Linked DNA regions of Canis lupus: region 1 is linked to region 2. Evidence: chromatin contacts called from public Hi-C data. All regions are on one chromosome and are shown on one strand. Each heading gives the region's core, a stretch centred on a gene start, on an enhancer-like site or on the middle of the called end of the contact. The rest is flanking DNA. Distances are from core to core; before and after follow the strand shown. Region 1 holds the start of SPRED2 (sprouty-related, EVH1 domain-containing protein 2). Region 2 overlaps SPRED2 (sprouty-related, EVH1 domain-containing protein 2).

The links. A called contact is a pair of places that touch in the nucleus more often than the background predicts.
Region 1: a Hi-C map of blood shows a contact between it and region 2, with 1.8 times the contacts expected there. The contact joins the promoter of SPRED2 here to the enhancer-like site in region 2. A contact is called at or near these places in 3 of 9 Hi-C or Micro-C datasets (amygdala and blood).

What each region holds. Positions count from the first base shown.
Region 1 is chr10:66,166,370-66,169,624 of UU_Cfam_GSD_1.0, forward strand. It overlaps SPRED2 (sprouty-related, EVH1 domain-containing protein 2), which reads right to left and starts at 1,978. Exons shown (of 6, transcript XM_038551454.1): 1 at 1,810-1,978. The coding sequence starts at 1,835.
Region 2 is chr10:66,082,430-66,085,570 of UU_Cfam_GSD_1.0, forward strand. It overlaps SPRED2 (sprouty-related, EVH1 domain-containing protein 2), which reads right to left. Exons shown (of 6, transcript XM_038551454.1): 2 at 1,907-2,084. Among named protein-coding and RNA genes, the nearest start is that of SPRED2, 84 kb to the right of the region's middle. Within about 2 kb of position 1,617, at least 2 of the 20 cell types and tissues checked have an H3K27ac peak or open chromatin away from gene starts, as enhancers often do. A contact at or near this core is called in blood, where this site is marked.

The sequences.
Region 1 (3,255 bases), core at 728-3,227, 84 kb after region 2:
ACCCCAGCGCAGGGCTAGTGGAACCAATCTCCAACACGAATCCCAACGTCCAGAGCAAGGCCACCGTCCCTCCCTGCTACTACTGCTATTTGCGTGTGCAGGGACAAAGGAAGACCCAGAGAAACACTGGCCTATTCGTCCAGTCGGAAGGGAACAAGGCCCAGCAGCATATCTCTTCCTCCCAAAAGCAACTTTTCCCCCCCCCCATTTTACAGTTTCAAAATGCAGTGTATGAAGGCAAAGGCAAAAAAACGTTTTAAAAAAGATCAACAGCGGTGGTGGCATCGCAGCGACATGCGCTCCAGGCAGGCTGGTCCCCAGCGGCAGGTGTCTTAGCAGACCAGGGGTAACTGCAGTCCAACATCCCCGGGGGGGCGGGGGGGGGGGGTTGGAGGGGGGGGACAAGGGAAGGCAAGTCCCTTTGCCCAAACACCCACCCTCTCCCGCCCAGCCTGGCAACAGCAGACGCCAAAGGATAAAGGGGCATTTAAAAAAGAAAGAAAAAAAAAAAAAAAAAAGTAGATTCTTAAGAGTAGAGCACAGCATTCGGTCACCTGCTGCAAGAGAAGCCCTCCGGGTCACCCAGCCCTGAGTCACTTCCCCCCTCGGCACGGTCCAGGCTCGCAGGAGCAGAGGCCCCCGCAGCCCCCACGGCCCCGCGCCCCCGCGCCGCCCACGGCTCTGCGCCCCAGCCCGCGCCACTGCTACCTTCGCTAAGGGCAGCTCTGAATGAAAGGAGCCGAGGCAGGCTCCGGATTTATGAATGTGCAGGGGAGGAGGGGAGGGATATCATGTGACAATAAAGGAGAGCGTCTTATTCACAAAAAAAAAAAAAAAAAAAAAAGTGGCTGGTGGCGGGCACAGCCACTGAGCAGCGGGGACGGCCGCCGAGCGCTGACCGCTCGGACCCGCGGCCGACGACCTCAGGCGCCGGGCCCAGGAGCCCGGCCTCGGCTCCCCCTGCACCGGGGCGCCCCGGGCGCGGGTGGGAGGACGGCAGCTCCGACTCCGCGACCGCGAGGCTGCAGGAGCCTCACCTCGGCCCGGGGCTGGGCGAGCGAGCCCGCGGGGGGCGGCGGGCCACCCGGGGGCCCCCCAGCCGAGCGCCCCGAGCACCGCTCCCTGGGGCCCGCGGGCCGGGCACGCACCCCTGCACCCCCTGCACCCCGTGCACGCGCGCACGCCGCCCCGCCCGCCCCCGCAGCCCCCGCCTCGGGTCCGCCCCCCCACCCCGCGGGGCGCCCGTCCCGAGCCCCAGGGCGCGTGCACACGAGCTCACACGCGCCGCGGGACCCCTCCGGCCGCTCCCCCGCCGCGCCGCGCCCCGCCCGGGGATCCCCGGCTCCCGCAGGCCCCCCGCGCGGCCCGCGCCCCGTCCTCCCTCCGCTCCGCCGCGTTGTTTTTTTTTTTTTTTTTTTATGAATGAAAATGTGGTATGCAAATGAGAGCGATTCAAGAAAAACGAAATGGCGGAGCCCGGGCCCCCGGTGGGCTGCCTGCGGGACCGGGGATGGGGATGCGGATGGCGGGACGGGGATGGGGAGGGACGGGGATGGGGGGCGAGCGGCGGGGCGGCAGCCGCGGAGCCCCCACGGGAAAACCCACCGGCCCCGGGGAGCCGCAGCGGGGGTGCCCGGTCCTTCCGCCCCGGCCGCGGGAGATCTGGGGGGGGCGCCCCGAGGTCACCCGCGCGCCCTTGGCCGCGCCGCCCCTCCCCGCTCGGCGGGCAGGGGGCAGGCGCGCAGCCCACGCCAAGGTCCACCCCACGCTGCGCCCGCGGGCACGCTCCCGCCCCGCAGCCGAACTTACTCGTCCGGGTGTGTTTCTTCGGTCATTTTCCTGTTCACCTCGACGCCTGTCCCGCGGCGGGCAGCCCGGCTCCCTTCATCTTCCTGCGCGCTCAGCCCCGGCTTCACATCTCCGGAGACCGCCCGGTGGGGCTGGGGAGGGGGCGGCGCGAGGGGGCGCGCGGGGGCGCGAGGGGGCGCGGAGGGGGCGCGCGCCGCGGCGCCCGGGGCCCGGCCGGAGGGGCTCGGGGGCTCGGCCCGGGCGGAGCGGGAGCGCCCCGGGCAGCGGACGGCGGCGGGGGAGACAGAAAAACAAGCGCGCCGTGCACGGCGGGGGCTGCGGGGGCCGGGGGAGGGCCGGCCGCGGGCGGGGGCTCGGCCCGGGGTCGCCCCCGGGGCCCGGGCCAATCACGGTTCCGGGGAGCGGCCGGCGGCCGGGGGAGGTGCGCCTGGGAGGCGGTGCAGGGCGCCCCGTCCGAGCCCCATCTCCCGACTCCGCCGATTTACTCCATATTGGATTCTCACCGCCGCCAACAGGAGGAGGAAGTAGGGCGGAAGCGATGACGTCTTCCCAGCGGCCAGAGGTGGTGGAGTGCAAAAAAGCTTCCTACTTGCGACCGAAAAAAAAAAAAAAAAAAGGGAGAAGAGAGAGGAAAAAAAAAAAAAAAAAAAAAAAAAACTTTGACCCGCCTACTGAGCATGCCCGGCTTCCTTGCCCCCTCCCTCCCGGCTGGCGCTCCCGGAGGAGCCGCGGAGCGGAGCTGTTTGTGCGGCGTCTGCCTGGCTCCGGATCCCTGCCGGACGACGCTCCGGGTTTTGAGAAGCCCGGGAGGAGGGAGGAGGCGGGAGGGAGCCGAGGGCTCGCGCACATCTGGCTCCAGTTTGGTTCCCTCCCTCCATCCGAACCCCTGGATTAACGATGGTGGGGGGCGGGGGCGGAGGCGCGGAGTTCAGGGGAGGCCCCAGGGGTGCTCGGGCTTGGAGGACCAGCTCCCCCGCGCTGCGGCGGGAGGCGGGGGGAGGCGGCACAGGTGTTTTTGCCAAGGTTCCGAATGGCAGAGGCTTTTCAGTTTCTCATGAATCTTGTGATTTTTTTTTTTTTTTTGTCTTGCTAGAGGAGTGGACATTTACGAGGAATCGATATTTGTACTTAAAAAAAAAAAAGGTAACTCCAACACAGCTCAGAAATGCAAATGCATTTCAGTAGAAATGATGGGCTTCCTTGGGTTAAAAGGTGAGCCCAAATACATTTTAAAAATTACTTAATAGGGATCCCTGGGTGGCGCAGCGGTTTGGCGCCTGCCTTTGGCCCAGGGCGCGATCCTGGAGACCCGGGATCGAATCCCACGTCGGGCTCCCGGTGCATGGAGCCTGCTTCTCCCTCTGCCTGTGTCTCTGCCTCTCTCTCTCTCTCTCTCTCTCTCTCTCTCTGTGTGACTATCATAAATAAAGAAAAAAAATTAAAAAA
Region 2 (3,141 bases), core at 367-2,866:
ATAGGACCCTCCATGTGTTAAAGGAAATTCTCATCCATGCTGGTAGCAGTTCTTCGTACAAGTATCCAAAGCCATACAAATTTGACGCTCTAAATTATTCCAAGAAAATAGTAAATGTGGAGAATGCAGGTAGGTAATGCTGGGTGGGTGCGTGGGTGGGTGCCAGGGAGGAAAAGCACCGTAACAATGATAATAACCCTAAGGAGATGATCAAATAAACAATGTTGCATCAACCTGATACCAGCAACTAGAAAATTTGCTAAGGCAAAGCAAATGAGATACAAAATTGTTGGCAAGCTCCAAGTCAGAGCTATGTAAAAATAAAAATAAGCACATCAGGGAGAAACTACTAACGGCAGTTGTACACATGTGACTTTGGCTCAGTTTTAGGGTCAAAGTGACAGGTATCAAATACTGGTTCCAGGTCCGAAGGATGGGTCCCCCAAGAACAAGGGGAATTTCTGAATCTCAATTTTTTTCACTTATAATTATCCAGGCTATTGTAAGGACACGGTGATGTCACCTAACTAAAGGGCTAGTGTTGTATTTAGCACATGGCAGATGTCAGCTAAATGGTAGTTATCTTACTTTCTTACTGGTAGCGTGGTCATATTGCCTTTATTGAGAATATATTGCAAATAAGGACATTTTGATTATTTGACTAATGGGTAGGGAATTTCCTGAATGGACACCCTTCTTAAAATGAGCTTATGTTCTCCCTTTTAAACTTTCATTCATCTTCTTTCTGGAAACGAATCAAGTGTGAAAATAGCATTTCTGTTAATCTATATATAACATTTACAAATTGTCCTGTCTTATCTATTTGGTAACTTTTTTAAACAGAAAGAAGTGGTTGCAAAAGAAGATTACATTTGTACATTTAACACATAAAACTCAACAACACGCTCGCTGTCAAGGGTCTCAGACGTAACACGGACGTTTCCTGTGGAATCTTGCTATTTTCCCTGGTGAGATCCAATACGATCCTGCACGTTGTGAAGCAACAGTTGGCTTCTCAGTATAGACTCCAGGATCAAACAGGACAGAGAGGAGCAATGTTCAGGTTCAAGGCCACCAATTAAAAATAGGCTCGGACATTCAATTTTTCTTCGCATCATAGATTTCTTCCTAACTTAAACCTGGACACCCAAGTTCTTTCGTGGAACTGTAGGTTATGAACTACCAATGCTCCACTCGTGAAAGAGTAACGATCACTCTCCAAAGTACGTATTTAATAAGCACGTAGAATTATTAGAGATGTGTGATACCACTACTTTTATCCAAACATGTTTTATTCATTAGTGTATGAAACCAAAGCTACAGTATTTTTTCAATAAACAGTACTGACAAGTAACCACATGTCGGGTGACATTCAGCCTTCGCACCTGACCTTTTACCAGCCAAGCCTTGATGGCATGCTCCACGAAGAAACCCTACATTTAAAAAAACAAAACAAACAAGACAAACAAAAAAACACGAAAAAAAAAAAAAAAAACCCGACCTCACAGCTCCCGACAGTGTGATTCAAAACAAAGAACACACTTCTGTTTTGAGTATCTTGTTACAGTGACAGAAAGACAGCGGAATTAATCAAAGACGCACAAAGACAGCCAAATACACGACTTCTAAGCACCTGCGGTGTCTGGAGTGTGGTAAAAAGTGCCTCCGCAGGAAGGCCAGGGTTTTGCATTTGACAACAGCTCCAGAGCTCTAACTTCCGAAGCTTTCACAACAGTTTGAAGTCAGAGAAATAAGGGGTGGGGGTGGGGGTGGGGACACGGGGGGGGGGGGGTGGGGATGACTGTAACCACCACCACCAAACCTATGAGAAGAGGGCTATGATTAAACATAAAGCAATCAGTCGTTTGCTGATTTAAAAACCCATGCGTTGCATGTCTGCCATTACCAGTTTGTCTTTCTGTCGTTCACCATGGATGAGAAAGCCGCTTCGTCCATTGCCTTCGGGGTGCATGACCTTACAGACCCCCACGCGACTGATCCCGCCTCCTTCCTGTGGGAACCATCCCCCGCTGGAGTCATCTCTGGTCATAACCACAGCCTTGACACGCACAATATAGCTGTCACTAAAACGACAACAAGAAGAACGGGGCATGACAATGGTCTGGCAGCTGCAGGACATGTTTCACAATGCAAGGGGACCACCAGCCAGCATGTTTCTGGACTCATCGAAAGAAAATCAATGCCTCGCAGCAACGGTAGAGGGTAGCTTCTCAATGTAAGGGGGGGAAACCCAACACTTAAACTAAACACACGGCAAATATACATTTTTAAAGACACCCAGTAATTCTTAAAAAAAATTGTGAGTCTTTGAAGACATACGCAGGCATAACATTCTCTAGTTTCTGGGCTGTATTAATAAAATAAATGAGCTCATTGCTGTAATTTGTTATCTGTAAGTTAGGAAAGACAAACCTATTAACTTAAGAGGATATTACCATTTCAACCCTTAAAACTTAGTTTACAATGAATGGCCTAGGCTTAACATTTTTTTTAAAACTAATAATCTTTTGATTTAGCACAAGAACAGGATAATTCCCTCCCGAATCGCACATTCACCATGCGATCATGTATGTAGGTGGGAAAGCATTTCAGTCCCAATACCCTCTACACATGTGTTGCCTTCTGTTTATGATTTTATTTTTTCCAGTCTAAACTTCAATTTCGCAAGAAGTTCTTTTGCACATTTGCCAAAAATCCTCTTTCTTCTCCAGAGACCAACTCTAGCTCTTTTCATTCTTCATCGTTTTTGGGGAAACGCGCTTGGGTGTCTCGGCAAGGCCCTTTAAATTCTCATTTGCTGTTTTCTTTCTTTGGACAGAATTCATTTTTTTACTCATTCAAACATATATTCACATCTTCTATATGCCAGGCACTGGGCCAGATTCTGGGGGAAATAACGATGCAGAGTTAACACAGAAGGCCTTCTGTCCTCGGGACTGAGGGAAGACCCTCGGCCACCCCCCACGCCAGCCAGCGCCCGGCCACTGCCATCTCCAGTCTACCAGAGGCCACCGCCCTACACCCCTGCTCACCCCGCACTCACCCAGGTTTCCCGTGACTCCCTTGTGCCTCAACTTTTCCTGTGACTCTACTCCCCTCCACCATGCCTCCGTGCTCCCT